Linked DNA regions of Macaca mulatta: region 2 is linked to region 1. The links are chromatin contacts, called in public Hi-C maps. All regions are on one chromosome and are shown on one strand. The core of a region is the stretch at or near the end of the contact, and the rest is flanking DNA. Distances in the headings are between cores, read along the strand shown.

Evidence for each region. Hi-C and Micro-C count contacts between places; a contact is called where the count stands out from the background.
Region 2: a Hi-C map of fetal cortex germinal zone shows a contact between it and region 1, with 1.7 times the contacts expected there. The contact joins the promoter of SLC35B4 here to the promoter of LRGUK in region 1. A contact is called at or near these places in 3 of 14 Hi-C or Micro-C datasets (cortical neurons, fetal cortex germinal zone and fetal cortical plate).

The regions. Positions count from the first base shown.
Region 1 is chr3:173,823,038-173,830,792 of T2T-MMU8v2.0, reverse strand. LRGUK (leucine rich repeats and guanylate kinase domain containing) reads right to left here and starts at 3,685. Exons shown (of 20, transcript XM_001100217.5): 1 at 3,376-3,685. The coding sequence starts at 3,675.
Region 2 is chr3:174,003,569-174,011,323 of T2T-MMU8v2.0, reverse strand. It overlaps SLC35B4 (solute carrier family 35 member B4), which reads left to right and starts at 3,255. Exons shown (of 10, transcript NM_001257677.1): 1 at 3,255-3,417. The coding sequence starts at 3,341.

The sequences.
Region 1 (7,755 bases), core at 2,436-4,935:
GCTGAATCAAGCCTCAAACACAAATCTTTGATTCCAACAGCAGTGTTTTGAACAGGTGGTCCATACTGCCTCCCTTACTTCATAAGGGTTTCTGAGGTTTAAGGCATGTTGTATTAAAGGCACTCAATAATCATTGTGACCATCATAGCATTGCAAAGGTGCTAAGCTGGGAATAAGCTGGGAATAACAGGCTAACATGGGAATAATAAATCACTGAACATGAATTTCCAAATGTTTCTTTTTAAAACTTTGTTTCAGTTTATTTAGCATATTAATATGTATGCAATACTACAAAAAGCCAAAATAGAATAAAAACACAAAATTAATATTTAGAATATAAATGGAAGAAATAATGAACCTGTTCCACATGTGTCTTATAAGCCAAAAACGAATAGCTAGTTCATGTCAACCCCTTCTATGGTTTGTTAATGGCATACTGAAGACAGATTAACAATAGTGCTAATGAACCCCACAGCCAGCCGAAGAGCTATGTGTTAATTAGAATAACAAAATATACTGGTGGTTCATTTGTGAATTCCTCTGGGGGGAAGCTGGTGGAAACCATACAAACATCTCAAAGTTGCAAAAACACCACTAGAGTTTTGCAATAGTCACTGTTAAAGATAGAAAGTAAATCAACAAAAGACAAAAGAAGTAATAATGAACAGAATAATTAATAGCTTTTTATGGTCAACTTTAAGCATAACTAATGGGAACTAGCTCACGTAGAAGGAAGTAAAAAAAGGGGAAAGACAAAATGGAGGATGAGAATGGGAAAAAAAGAAAAAAACAGGCAAAATGTTGAAAGTGAACAGAAGGACATTACAAAGGAAGGGGAACCCAAGTGGTTAATAGAAGAATCAGAGTAACAGAAGACACTGCAGGTTAGAAAGGGGAGAATAAGGAGAAATAGGACAAATGAGGAAAGGAGTTTGTGAAAGGGAACAGGCATAACACAGAAATATGTTTGGCCTCAAAGAGAAAAGGTGACTATGAATAGATGCAAAGATGCAAAGAGGGGAAACCAGAAGAATATCACAGAATGAGAGCACTGAAAATATCCTAGGCTGGGCACAGTGGCTCATGCCTGTAACACTAACACTTAGGGAGGCTGAGGTGGCCAGATTGCTTGAGCCCAGGAGATTATGACCAGCCTGGACAATATGGCGAGACCCCCATCTCTACAAAAAATACAATAATTAGCCAGGCGCTCTGATGTACACCTGTAGTCCCTGCTACTCAGGAGGCTGAGGCAGGAGGATTACTTGAGCCTAGGAGGTTGAGACAGCAGTGAGTCATGACTGCACCACTGTATTCCAGTCTGGGTGACAGAGTAAGACCCTGTGAAAGAAAGAGAAGAGGAGAGAAGAGGAGAGGAAAGGAGAGGATGGGAGGGGAGGGGAAGGGGGGAGGGAAGAGAGGGAAGGAGAGGGGAGGGGGAAGAAAGGCAGGAAGGAGAGAGTGGAGGGGAGGGAGGGAGGAAGGGAGGGAGGGAAGAAAGAATGAAGGAAAGAAAGAGAAAGAAAGAAAAAAGAAAGAGAAGGAAGGAAAAGAAAGAGAGAAAGAGAGAGGAAGGAAGGAAGGAAAAGAGGGAGGGGGGAAGACAGGAAGGAAGGAAGGGAGGAAGGAAGGAAAAAAGAAAGAAAGAAAGAGAGGGAGGGAAGGGAAGGAAGGAAGGAAAAGAAAGAGGGAGAGAGGGGAAGGCAGGAAGGAAGGGAGAGAAGGTAGGAAAAAAGAAAGAAAGAAAGAGAGAGAGGGAGGGAGGAAGGACAAAAGGAAGGAAGGAAGGAAGGAAGGAAGGAAGGAGAAGAGGGAAGGAGGGGAAAGCAGGAAGGCAAGAAGGGAGAAAGGGAGGTAGGGAAGGAGGGAGGGAGGGAGGGAGGGAGGAAGGAAGGAAGGAAGGAAAGAAGGAAGGAAGGAGAAGAAAGAAAGAAAGAGAAAGAAAGAAGAAAAGAAAATATTCTACTTCTCTACATTATATTTACTTCTGAAAAGAATTTCATGCAATTTATACTGTCAAAGAAAAGGAAAGGGGAGAGAAAACATAAAGAAAACTTTGAAATTAAGAAAAACTATTGAATCTAAGTTTCCTGGCAGCCAAGACAAAGAGAAGAACCTAACAGTGTATTGAAACGAAGCAAATTAGGCCGGGTGCGGTGGCTCATGCCTGTAATCCCAGCACTTTGGGAGGCCAAGGTGGGCGGATCGCGAGGTCAGGAGATTCAGACCATCCTGGCTAACACGGTGAAACCCCGTCTCTACTAAAAAAAAAAAAAAAAAAAAAATTAGCTGGTCGTGGTGGCACACACCTGTAGTCCCAGCTACTCAGGGGGCTGATGCAGGAGAATCGCTTGAACCCAGGAGGTGGAGCTTGCAATGGGCGGAGATCACGCCACTGCACTCCAGCCTGGTGACAGAATGAGACTCCATCTCAAAAAACAAATAAATAAAATAGAAAGGAAGCAAATTAAATTACGCTTCTGAAAGAAAGTAATTTATTGGAAGCCAAGAGAAAAAAGGGATGTGATAAGAAGTGAAAAAGGACAAGAAGACAGCAGTGGACTAAGAAAGGAAAAGGACGACAATAAGCGTAAGAAAGAAGAGGAATTGTGCGGTGGTCAGAAGAGGTATTGTAGAAAGGAGGGAATCGAATCAGCAGTTACGTGAAACGTGAAGCCGCCACCCCAGTCAATACAGGTGGGATGATGGAAACATTCCCCACATCCTAAAATACTCCCACAATGAGCTGACTGTTTGAACATTCTAGGGCTCTTTTCTGGTGTGTGTGCATGTTGCTTGTATAAGGCATATGCCCCTGACAGAAGTAATGTATTCAAATTTTAAGTCACTTAGTCTTTGAAGAAGCACTTTCAAAAGAGGATTATTATTATTATTATTATTATTATTATTATTATTATTTTCCCTGGAGAGAGGCTGACGGCACTAAAACTGAGGAAGAGTGTGGAAGTATGTCATAGCCATGGGCAACAGGTGCTGGCAATGTCAGAGATGAACTCTGCCTATTCACAAGACTGTCAAAGTATAATTTTGAAAAAGCTAAAGCCATAATTCCCAGACAATTATCTAGACACTCTTTCAAAGTGACGCTGTGTTAACTTGACTCATAAGAAATCAAATGTGTTAATGAAAAAAGAAAGGAGATATTTAGAGCTATTTCAGGCAGGGGGTGAGAAAATGGGGTAACAGACAGGGGAAGAAAAGTGGGGGAAGAGGCGTTCCTGGAGGCGAGAGAGCCTGACAAGGTGTGGGAAACTTCGGGCTGGTGGGGGTGCATCAGGGAGCTGCTGCTGAAGTAGCAGGCCCTGACGGCTGGACGAGGAAGCCAGGGAGTGAGGAGTCGGGGGGAAGACACACCTCCAAATTCAGCATTTCGGACTCTGAGGACTCCTCGGATCCCGCCTCGCCCTCGCTCTGGTCTTCGTCTCCGTCCACGTCCAGCTCCTGATCCGGGTGCATGAGCTGCTGGAGCAGGTGGGAGGAGGCTCTGTTAGACCTGCCTTTCGTCTTCTGCCCCATGGGAAAAGAAGGCCAGCAAGGCTGACGCTCTTTTTCTGAACGAAACTGTAACGATCGGGCTCCAGTTCGGGATCTGCCCAAGCCTCTCAGGAGAGAGGAAGCTCTGGTCCTCACGAGAGCCCTCTTGGGGGTCGCCATCTTGTTTAGCGGGGTTGCCTAGGAGACTGACCCCCGGCAAGGGGAACCGCGGGGGATTCTGGTGCCTGTAGTTTCCTCCGCGCGAGCTCGCCTTCTGCAGGCGGGGCATTGGGAGCTCCACTTGACTTTTCTTTTTCTCAGCCTCTTCTGTTATTTTTCTCTCTTTGGTCCGTTCTGTTCGCTTCTCTTTCTTGTTTTCACCTCTTTTCGCTATACCCCCTTTCTTTGTCTCCCGCCGTTTCCTCCCTACCCTGAGACCCCTCTTAGAGTTTTGTCATCCCACGTTAGGATCGCAGGTGCGCCACGTTCCCGCTTCATTCTCAAAGGGCCGCAGAGTCGTACTTTGGAAGTGTCTAATGTGTCTAAAGCTGACTGTAGGAAAGCTAGTACCGTTGAAATTTATGCAGAGCGCGATGCTAGGAGATGAGGGTGCATACAAGTGAAATAGAAGGCATGGTTCCTGTCCTTATGATTTAATTGCAGATAATAAAGAGAAACTACCGGACGACGCCTGAGAGCTGATTTCCAATTAATTTACATTCCCCACCCCCACCCCCCAATGATAAGCCTTGTCCTTGGGGAGAAAAACTGGCAGTGGTCTAACAATCCAAACAGAGAGAGAAAAAACTGCTGTCAAATTGACACTGTATCTGAAAGCGTCTGAAAAGCTATTAGCATCCCATAAATAATTATATTAGTCAAGTGACCTGCATTGGCAATTATTTTAATATTGTTGCATAGGCTTTCTTTGCAGTTAAAAAATTACTCTTGCAAGATAACAAAGCGTGATTTTATGCTAGTGTGATTTTATGTGACCCGAATCCCATAGCCTTAAGCTCCACAAAGTCGACACTCTATAGAAAAGCAGAATGAAAATTATAGTAACTATTATTGCCATAGTGATGACAATAGAGATCCTTGCAGGGAAGTAACCCTCATCCTCCTGGCCTTACAGGGCCTTTTCTGCACGCTTCAGTGACAGCAGTTGCAAATACAAAATGATCCTGTCAATGGCTGTCAGGGGAGAAGGAGAAAAAATCCTTATGGACACCATCCATTGACTATTATCTTTCTCAGTGCTTGAGGGGCCGTTAAAACTGACATAAAGCTTTCAGAATTACCTTCCTTCATTATCTTGCTAGTCATAAACGTAAAGGCCATAAGCAAAGTATCTCTTTCTGCCAGGCTCATCTTGCTTTTTGCTTATTTCTTTTTCCAATAAGTAGAGATTCCTCCAAGGGAATTTGTAGGGCTTAACCCTTGTAGGGCTTGGCTTTGGCTAAGTGACATAGGGAAGAATCAGGCAGAAAGTGTAAAAATGTAAATCTCGATCGTTTTTCTTTTTTTCAGTAACTTAATCAGCATTTCTAGCGAGTTTCACCAATGTCGGTCTACTGAGGAGAGTGTCTGAAGGCAGTCAAAGAATAATTTTCAAAAAGTTAAAAACAGCATTCTTATATAAAAAATAGAATGAAGCACATGTGAAAGATTCTATTCGACTCACTAATTAATGAAGAAATCAGGAAGATAGTAATTAGGTATTCAGTCCATGAGAAAAGACATTCTGAAATAAGTTTGCCAAGTTGTAGACAAAACTGGTTAATGTCCCACAGGGCAATCAAACTATAGCCTTCGAGGTCATATGGTCTAAGAATTCTGCCTCCTTTCATCTTCATATCCACCTTCTGTCTATCCTCATTAGACAGATGAGACCACTGAGCCTCAGAGAAGTTAAATAACTCAGAGAGGTCAAAAGCCAAGTGGTGGTACTGAAGTCCAGACCTAGAATGACCAACTCCACAGTCCACCTTCAACTACCACTTTTGCCTGTGGAAAAAAAATGTGAGTCAAGATAAAGCTATGCAATAAGAGGTCTCAGAAGAAAAAATACATCAGTCGAGGTTTTTTAAGTATTAATGAAAGAATTCATTCAAAGAAAAACCTTTTCATATATAACCATAAAATATAAAAATCAGAATGAAACTACAAGTCCATCTTATCCCAATTCTTTTTACAGAAGAAATTAATAGCCTTCAGGGGCTAATGACTTGCCCCAAACTGCCTGGCTTGTAAGCCCCAGAGCAGGAATTGGAGTCTAGACCTCTTGTTGCTCAGTTTTTGCTCATGCTAGTTCACCAAACTGCTCACTAGGCTGGACTTTTACTAATAGAATCCCTACTGTGGGATTCTGGGCATCGAATTACAAGGCATTGTATCCATAAAACAAGTTATTTCATCAGGCAGAGAAGACAGAATTAGACAGAGGGAGAGGAGGTGAGGGGAGGAGCTATTTACTCTAAACTCTTCTGATTAGTACAAAAACATCAATAATCACTTCCATTTATTCATTGTTTACTGTAAACCAGGCCTGTTCTAAGTGCTGTACGCATATCTCGTTTAATTATTCCAACGACCCTCTGAAATAGGATTGACATCCCTATTTTCAAAGGAGAAGAAAGAGGCCCAAAGATGGTAAGCAATTGCCCAGTTACAAAATTTGTGTCTAAAGTGGCATTCCAACTCAGGTCTTCCTGGATCCAAAGCTCCTAAAATTAACCATTAATACTCTTCTTTCTCCAAAAGTATGAATTAGTTGCTCAGGAACTTATCATAAGGCATAGAGAACCTGGCCCTGGTGAGACTCTAAAAATGGGAGAAAGAGAGAGTGAGAATGGGGTGCGTGTGTGCGTGCGTGCGTGCGTGTGTGTGCGTGTGTGTGTGTGTTGGAGCAGGCAGGAAGACCTCAGGTTTCTCTGACCAGGGAATTAAGTGAGGTGGGCAAAGACAGTGGGATATGATTGTTCTGGAGAGCAGGGTCTTTTGTGATAGCACTGGATCCTTGCCACCTTGGGTGAGAGGAAGGAGAAAGTAGAGGAGTGACATGATGATACTCAAGAGTGCCTTTTTTGAGAAGGCATCCAGGATAGGCTGTCCTGGAGGGAGAACCAAAGGGGTAAAGAGCTTAAGTTGGAAAGAGGGTGCTGACTCCAGCTTCAACTTCATGATATCTTTGCGTTGGTGTTATTATTAACTCTTATTTACCTCAAACTCTTCTGTGTGCAACTGAGTTGTTCCCCCAGTCTGGAGCCAGCACCTAACCTCATTCAGAATGGAAAGAGGAGGCCAGGCACACCTTCTGTTGCCTATATTTGGAAAGAATGCCTTTCTAGGAGTGTGGACCTTGGGCAAGGCAAAGAATGTGCGTCCCCTTCCCCTGTACATACTTACACCCCTTTTGTGCAAGGACAAACAGTGCTTCTCAGACAAGTTGAGATGGCAACACTTCCAACTCATGGTGATTTTTTATGGAACACTGAAATTTTTACAGAACACCTTGAAATGAAGAGAGAAGATAGACAATAGAAGGCACCATTAGTATTAACATAATAATAACAATTAAAACACAACTACATTCATATTTATGAGTAATTGCTAAATGCCAACTAAGTGCTTTACATATATAAACTCACTTAATCCCTAGAGATTAATATTATTATTCCCATATTATAGATGAGGAAGAATAGGCATAGAGAGGTCATGTAACTTTCAATCCACTGTGTCAAATAGTGACAAAACTAGGACTCGGATACAAAGTCTGGTTTCCCAGCCTACATCCTTAATCTAAATGCTGTGCTTCCACTCAACTGCTTCAGTAAAACTTTATGGAGGAGAACCTTAAATTTGAGATAATTTGATGAATTAACTTATTATCCTTTGATGGTCTCTTATCCCTGTCTAGGAAGAAGAAAAGAAAGCTTATTATCTCATAAAAGCCTAGTGGGTATATAGACATTAAGCAAACAATTACACCAATAATCGTGTCGTTTTATTTGTCATAAGGGCTAAGGAGGGAAAACATAGGAGCTATGAGAATTTCACCTGGAGCCTTGACCCAGTATGGTGGAGAGGGGCCCTTTAAAATGTTAGACAAACACTTAGAGCCTCATGATTATAAAGTTGGGAAAAGCCAACAACGGATGAGGAATGCAGGTGTTACCTTTGCAGAAATCAGCTACATTCAGAATATAATTGTCATAAGTAATTGCGCTAATAAGATCTGATAAAATCTAGGCAGAATTC
Region 2 (7,755 bases), core at 2,006-4,505, 180 kb before region 1:
GGGCAATAAGAGGAGGGAATAAATGATGGAACTCTGAAAGGCGAACCCAGCGGTCAGAGGAGGAGAGCCCATTAAGGAAACTGGCAAGGGTAAGTCAGAGAAGTCAGAAGAGAAACAGGAGACTCATGTCTTATAAACGGAGGGACAAGAGAATGTCCAGAAATAATGGGTTTTCATTGTAAAAAGTAAGGTGAGACTGTGATATATGGTGTTGACAATTAAAAAGTCATCACGGCTCTAAACAGGACTACTTTTAATATCCTGACATTGATCAGAGTACTTTAAGAAGCTGATTGGAGGTTTAACAAGACTACAAATATAGATTACTCTTTAAAGACAGTTGATGGTAAAATGAGGGAGGAAGAAAGATAAGTTAGTTTCTTTGAGCATGATTTTGGTCTGAGGACGGGTTTGCTAGCAAAAGCTCTCTAAGCGAATCAGAGGGGAGGATAGAGAGGTCTTCAGAGTTAACGATTTTACAGGCTTCTGCTCTCCAACTGCGGTCAACAGGTCAGTAGCATCAGCATCACCCGGGAGCTTCTTAGAAATGCAGAATCTCAGGCCACACTGCAGGCCTAGTGAGTCAGAATCTGCATTTTAATAAGATTCCCAGGTGATTAACATGCACATTAAATTACTCACTGCAGTAGGTCAAGACAGAAATGTGAAGGAAGGAAGGAAGATACAGAACTTGTGTAGATACTACAGTACTCAGGCCATTTTTTCTTGTTCAATCACTTAGGCATGCTTTGGTTTTTATCTGAGATGTAATGAGAAATGTTTAGAACATCCTTTAAGGGCTTCGAAATTCTTGGCATATATGGAAAATGAAGGTCTGTGTGAAGAGAAATCTCCTCTAATGAAATCCAGATGAAAATCCAGATCAGCCTTCCTCTTGGTAGGATTATCTATAGTGAAGGTGGAGATAGTATCATTGCTTCAGCCTCACTCCCAGATAGTCTGCTTTATTTGGTCTGAAGTAGAACTGGCACTACTATATACCTGTATATATACCAGTTATATATATGTGTGTGTGTGTGTATATATATGTATATATGAATATAACCGGTATATACACGTGTGTGTGTATATATATAATTGGTGTGTGTATATATATGTGTTTGTGTGTATGTGTGTGTGTGTGTATACATATATACACACACATATATCTTGTGTGACTCTATTATGCTGCCAGGATTGAGAACCACTGAGAATTCAAGTAAAGCAGTGGCTCTCAACCACATCTGTACATTGGAATCACTTGGAGAGCTTTAAAGATGACTGATAGCCAAGTCCCACCCCCAGCGATTCTGATTCAATTAGACTGAGGTGCAGTCTTAAAGATGATCCATTGCTATTATCCTTAATCTTAGCTCTTTAAGGTACTCCCTTCCTTTACCTCAGTGGTTCTCAAACTTAGCTGGCCCCGCTCCGCTCGGGCCACAGTCAAATCACCTGGGGGCTCTGAAAACTGCCAATGTCCAGGCACTTCTACCAGCAAAAATGCCTGTATCAGCCATCAGATCTTAATGGTGAAAAGAAGGCACACTTCCTTCTTCTTACAGGGGTATTCTCATAGCACTCAATCTGAGCCATTCGACTTGACTCTTATTTACTCAATCAACAAGTGTTTGTTAAGCACATATTATGTACATAAGCTAGTGACCCACTGCTCTTTATTTGTAAAATAGGTATGCACACTTCATCTACCCAGCAAGACTAGTTTTTGATGGAAACATGTTTACACTTCCTTTCTGCTTCCCAGTGTCTACTATAAAAGGTTAGCATTACTGCTTAGTGTTTTACCACACCAAATATTTCCATTGAATAGAATCCAACAGCAATAGCAAAGTACACGGTACAAAGCTAGGTAGAATTTTGGAATGTTATATTGTTTTTGCTATTTCCTGTGAGACATGAACCCTCTGAAGTCTTTCTCGAGATCTGCAATATAGTTTGGAATGCTTTTTTCCCCCGTGGCTGGGAGATCACACTGGAATCATCTGAGGTACTCGTTATCAAGTGCAGATTACTGGGTCTCACTTTAGACCTACCAAGTCAAAATCCTTGTGTATGGGCTCTAGAAACCTGTATTTTTAACAAGCACTCCACGTTTTAATTCTAATGCATTCTAGAATTTGAGAACTGCTGCCTTAAAAAGGTGAGTAGGAAGAACTAACATGAATAGAATGCCTACTACCTGTGAAATTCAGTATTTAATGAGCACCCGTCTTGAGTCTGAACAGTGCTGGCACATTACAACAATGAATGAAAGAAAGTCCTGGGGTACATGTTCTGGGGGCACTGTGTCTCGGGTGAAAAAAATTAAAATTAAAAAAAAAAGGAAGGAAGGAAGGGAAGGGAAGGGAAGGAAGGAAGGAAGGAAGGAAGGAAGGAAGGAAGGAAGGAAGGAAGGAAGCAAGCTAGGAAGGAAGGTTGGTTCTTAGAGAGAGAAAGCGAAGAAAAGAAAGAGTCCTCACCATAGAGTTGCTAATAGAGTTGCTAACAGAGTCAATTAGTGCCCTGGGTGCCTCATTAAGAATGATAATATAAAAGCAATACACTTAGTATGTTAGGCTTTTCAGAGATCATATATTTTAATTCTCACAACCTCCAGGTGAGATAGGCATTCTCGATCCTCTCTTTACCAAAGGTGAGACTGAGGCTCAGAGAAGTAGCCTGAGACAGCAGCGCTGATGAGCCAAGATTCAACCTCAGACCCTCTGAGTCCCACTATTCTTTACCAGAGGTAGAGAGGTAAGTTCAGATGAATTTCTACTTCCACTTAGTTCAAGAAGCAGAGTTGTTTCAGATGCTAGAAGGTATCTATAACAAGCAGTCACATCTCTGTAGTTCTAGTGCCGCCGCTGCCAGCAAGTTTGTTGTGACCCTGGCGGCCGAGTTACTTTCTGCGCTCTGGGCGTTCTCGCAATAAACAGTCACCTTTGGGACTTCATTTCCCAGCAAGCCCCGCGGCCGCCTACCGCGCGAGGGATGCCGGGCACCTCGTCCCCCGTCTTCTCTGGCTGAGCTGCCTGGCGGAAGCGGGAATGGCGCAGCCTGACGTAAAGGTGCACGGCATCCTGGGACATGTAGTCTGGCTGGGGCTCGGACGCCCCCTCGGATGAATGGGACCGAGGCTGACTGCGAACTACAGATCCTTGGTGGCAGCGTCGGTGTTGACCGCGGGGGAAGGGGAGACCCGGCGCTCCCGGTGAGAGCGGCTCTCCAGGACCGTGCGATGTGCTGCGCTGCGGCGAGGCAGGAGGCCGGCTTCCTGGGGTAGCGGTATAAGCGGGCGCTTACTCTGTGCGCTCGCTCCCCGAACCCTGCACCGGCCATGCGCCCGGCCTTGGCGGTGGGCCTGGTGTTCGCAGGCTGCTGCAGTAACGTGATCTTCCTAGAGCTCCTGGCCCGGTGAGTGACCCGCTCGGGCCGCACCCGGTCTCCCGGGGCGGGGCGGAGGAAGCCGGAGGAGAGGTCCCCCCGGGACGCGCCCACGCCCTGGCCCCACCCCGCCGCCCACGGAGCCCGGGGCAGGACGGCCTGAGCCCCCCAACAATCCGTCCTGTCTGGGCAGCCTGGGACCCCGCTGAGTGCGCTGCTTCCCAAAACTGCGCACCGGCCGCAGTCCCGCCTAACAGTTTCAAAGCATTCCTGCGGGGGGAACACTCAAGGTGTTGCTGTTGTCACCCCTTTTCCACATTCGGGGGGGATTGATTGAAGCCTGAAGAGTTTTTCACATAACCGGTCCAAGGTCGGCGGAGAGCTAGTGTCAAAACCAAGGTTCCTTCACCAAACCACTCTCTCTCTTCCTTCCCATCCAACTCCAGCTCTTTTTTCGATCCTGTTAAATGGCACAGGCTGGACTTGAGCAGAGGTTTTTGACGTACAGAGTCTTTGTACATGCTGCAAAGAAAGTTTTACTTTTATTACGGCATCCTGCAAAGCATTTGCTTTATTGGCCTTGGAGATGGTTATGAGTGCATACATAAATGATGCGGTAGAACAGATTTTTATGTAGAAGATCAGTCCACGTGACCCGAGAGTGCTCTTTGAGGTCGCTTGCAAAAAGAAAAAAAAAAAATTATGTAGAAGATTGGTTCAAGTGACCCGAGAGGGCTCTTTGAGGTCGCTTTGAATGTGCAAAGTTCAGTGGATAGAAGCTATTACAGAAGAGACAACAGGTGGTGTGGAAAAGGCTCTAGGACTAAAAAGCTGTGTTGTGAAATTTCACTCTTGGCTCCGTCATCCACTGGCTGTGTAGCCCTTCAAGTCACTTAGCCTCTCTGGGCCTCCTTTTCCTGGCAGTAAAACAATACTTATAGTGTTTTCCAGCTCGTGTTTCTGAATCTATACATTACAAGTTGAGTATCCTTCATTTAAAATGTTTGGGAACGGGTGTTTTGTATTTCGTTTTTTTTTGATTTGGGAATATTTGCATATACATAATGAGATATTTTAGGGATGGTACCCAAATCTAAACACAAATTCGTCTGTGTTTCTTATACACATAACCTTAGCTTGAAGGTAATTGTATACAATATTTTTAATAATTTGTACATGGATTAAAGTTTGTATACACTGACCTATCAGAAAGCAAAGGTGTCAGGTGTGGAATTTTTCACTTGTAATATCATATCAGTGCTCAAAAAGTTTCAGATTTTTTAGAGCATTTCAGAGTTCAGATTTTCAGATGAGAGATACTCAGCTTGTATCTCTGTTGATCATCCGAACAATCCTGTGCAGAAGATAGGTCAAGAATTATAAACTGTTTTACTGAAGTGGAAATGGTCCAAAGAAGTTAGGTGACCTTTCACTGCTTGTAAGTGGCAGAGCCAGAAATGGGAGCCAAGATATCTAAGCTCCTAGTCCAATACCTTTTTCAACCTCCCTGCCAGTTTTGAACTTGAGCAGCCCATAGATTTTGGTTATCCAGTTCTTCATGTGGTGCCTACTAGAAGTTTATTTTATTGGATATCATTGATTAAGTCATCCCGAAGCAACCAGTTTATTTAAGGTAAAGTCTGTATGGGGTTAAGTTTTGCTGTTATGGAGCTTGAAATTTTGTTATACAGAAAGTGTTGATAAAGGTCTCTTATTTGACTTAGGTTGAGGGTCTTTTATTTGACTTGGGTGAGGGTGGTGAGGGATATAAAAATGACAAAAAAAAATTGTATCCAACTGTAAGTCTGATACACTTTTAAAGGAAGGCCACTTTGGTAGCAGTTGATGTGAAAATATAAAAAAGTCGGCCAGGCACAGTGGCTCACACCTGTAATCCTAGCACTTTGGGAGGCCAAAGTGGGTGGATCACGAGGTCAGGGGTTCAAGACCAGCCTGGACAACATGGTGAGACCCCGTGTCTACTAAAAATATAAAAATTAGCTGGGCATGGTGGCGGACACCTGTAATCCCAGCTACTCAGGAGGCTGAGGCAGGAGAATCCTTAGAACCTGGGAGGCAGAGGTTGCAGTGAGCCGAGAAAGCACCATTGCACTCCAGCCTGGGCAACAATGCGAGACTACGTCTCAAAAAATAAAAAAAGAAAATATCAAGAAGTGATTTCATCAGGCCAGCCATGGAAATGAAAGTCAGGGAATAATGGTAATATTTGTGTTGAATATGCCATTAAATTAAATCTTGCCAAAGGCTATATGACATGAGAATATGCAAGCAACTAAATCCCCTCTTTACTACTTTGTGAGCCCCTGACTGAATTACTTGATCTCCCTGAGTCTGACCCAACTGTAAAAGGAGGTAATGGTGATGATGGTTCTTCCAGCTTCACAGAGTTTTGAAGGATGAAGTGAGATGTGCGTGTAAAGCCTAAAGCACACTTGTAGGGCTTCCCATTCTTTCCAACAACTTGGTTTCAATACAGATATATTTCCTTTATGAGATGGTCCTGCAAAGTCCTGAACAAATCTGATTTTACAAAATATTTTCATGCATTATAGGAGCTTCTATTTAAAATATTTTGAATAATTTGTAAATAAATCATCACTTCTTATTTTGTTTGGTAAATCTGCATTTTTTGCATAAAACAGTGGTTTTTCATAAAGTGGTGAGGAGGTGCATTTATTGAAATAATCAATGGTGCACCAGACTGAATAGAGCCCTTTCCTAATTTGCTTAGACAAGTCTCTACTTCTCGTGTTACAGATCAATAAAATAAGAGCTAGTTGAACCAGATGGCCTTAAGTTTCTTTCTAGATATGGCCTCGGAATTTGTGACTTTATCTTGGGACATCACAGTGGAAGAAGGCCCATAAATTTTTATAGCGTAGGAACTGTGCTTTTTATATTGGCTGGCTTGGAGCCATTAGGTGCCCTAATAAGTAGCAAGTATAATACTAAATATAAATGCTAAGTGACTTGCAGGAAGAAGAGGACATTTTTAACCATTTTCCCCAAATTGGAAAACAAATTTAGGCTTTTCTTTCTGATTTTTATACCTACAATTGGGACCAATATTAAAACACAATGCAATAGACAGAGCAGATAGGTAGTAAGGGACGAGTGCCTTGATATTCCTCCTTAGGGAGCTTACATTCTACCTTGGAAACAAGATATACACACACCAGCTAACTAGGCAAGATATTACATGCCTTACATCAGGAAAACAATCTGAAATTTTTTTTTCCCATTTTATTTTTCATTCAAGTGCCTGATCTTGAATTAAATCGTTTCCTAAATTCAGCAAAAGAAATGCAAAAGGCATAAACTATCTGCCCAATTCATTCTCTTCAAAGTTGCATCCTTTTTTAAATAAAAATTTGAATTTTTGCCAAGAGAATTCAAAGTAAGAAAAACTGTTTGCGGTTAGTGATTACAATTCCTGAGGAATCGAGCTCAAGAAAACAAGATTAAGGGATCCAAGTTTTTACTCTGAAGTTTTAAAATGAATTATTCAAGTTAAAATAAATAATTCCATTGGTAGCTATACAACAGTGTGTTTCGAAAAGGCTTCATAAGTTGAGTTTTCAAAAATTATTTGAGCACATTAGGGAGATTTGTAAATTCTATAGAAATAGAAACAAAAAGTAAATGAGGGTTGTTGCTGGACTGGGAAAAGCAAGAAATGGAAAGTGACTCAAAATGGGAGTAGAATATCTCTTGGGAGTGTCCTAACATTAGTGGCAATTATTGCACAACTAAAAACCTATACCAAACCCCACTGAATTGTAATAATCATAATGCTAAGGGTAACGGCAAATGCCATTTCTTTGCCACTGACCCCTGGGAGACTTACCTAACGCAGTGCAATGGGACCCTCAGCGTCTTTAGCAATGGAATGAAATGGGCATATCAATACCCACCTCCATAAAATAAAAAGTACTAGGATGTCCTTTTAAAAAATCCTATAGAGAATACACATGTAAAGTGAATCGTTTTTTAAATCTCTTTTTATCTCTCGTAGAAATTATAAGATTCTAGATCACATTGGAACACTCCCATTCATTCTCTTGCTTGAGCGAAGGTGGGTCACTGATCCGAAAGTGAGAGCAGAAAGGTAAAGGGACATGGTCTGTCCCCTCACCATCCCTGCTAAGGCACTGGCTTCTGACGGCCTCCTCCTTCATGTCTGGCTCCCTCATATTGTCATCTTCTTGGGCAGGGATCCAGTCCCCTTCAAGCTGGGGGCTCCCTGGTAGCTGCCACCTAACTGTACACATAATTGGGTCTTGATCATTGTTCTTTAGCTGACTTGGCCTAAGCTTGTTAAAGAGAACATAGAAGGAAACTTTTAAG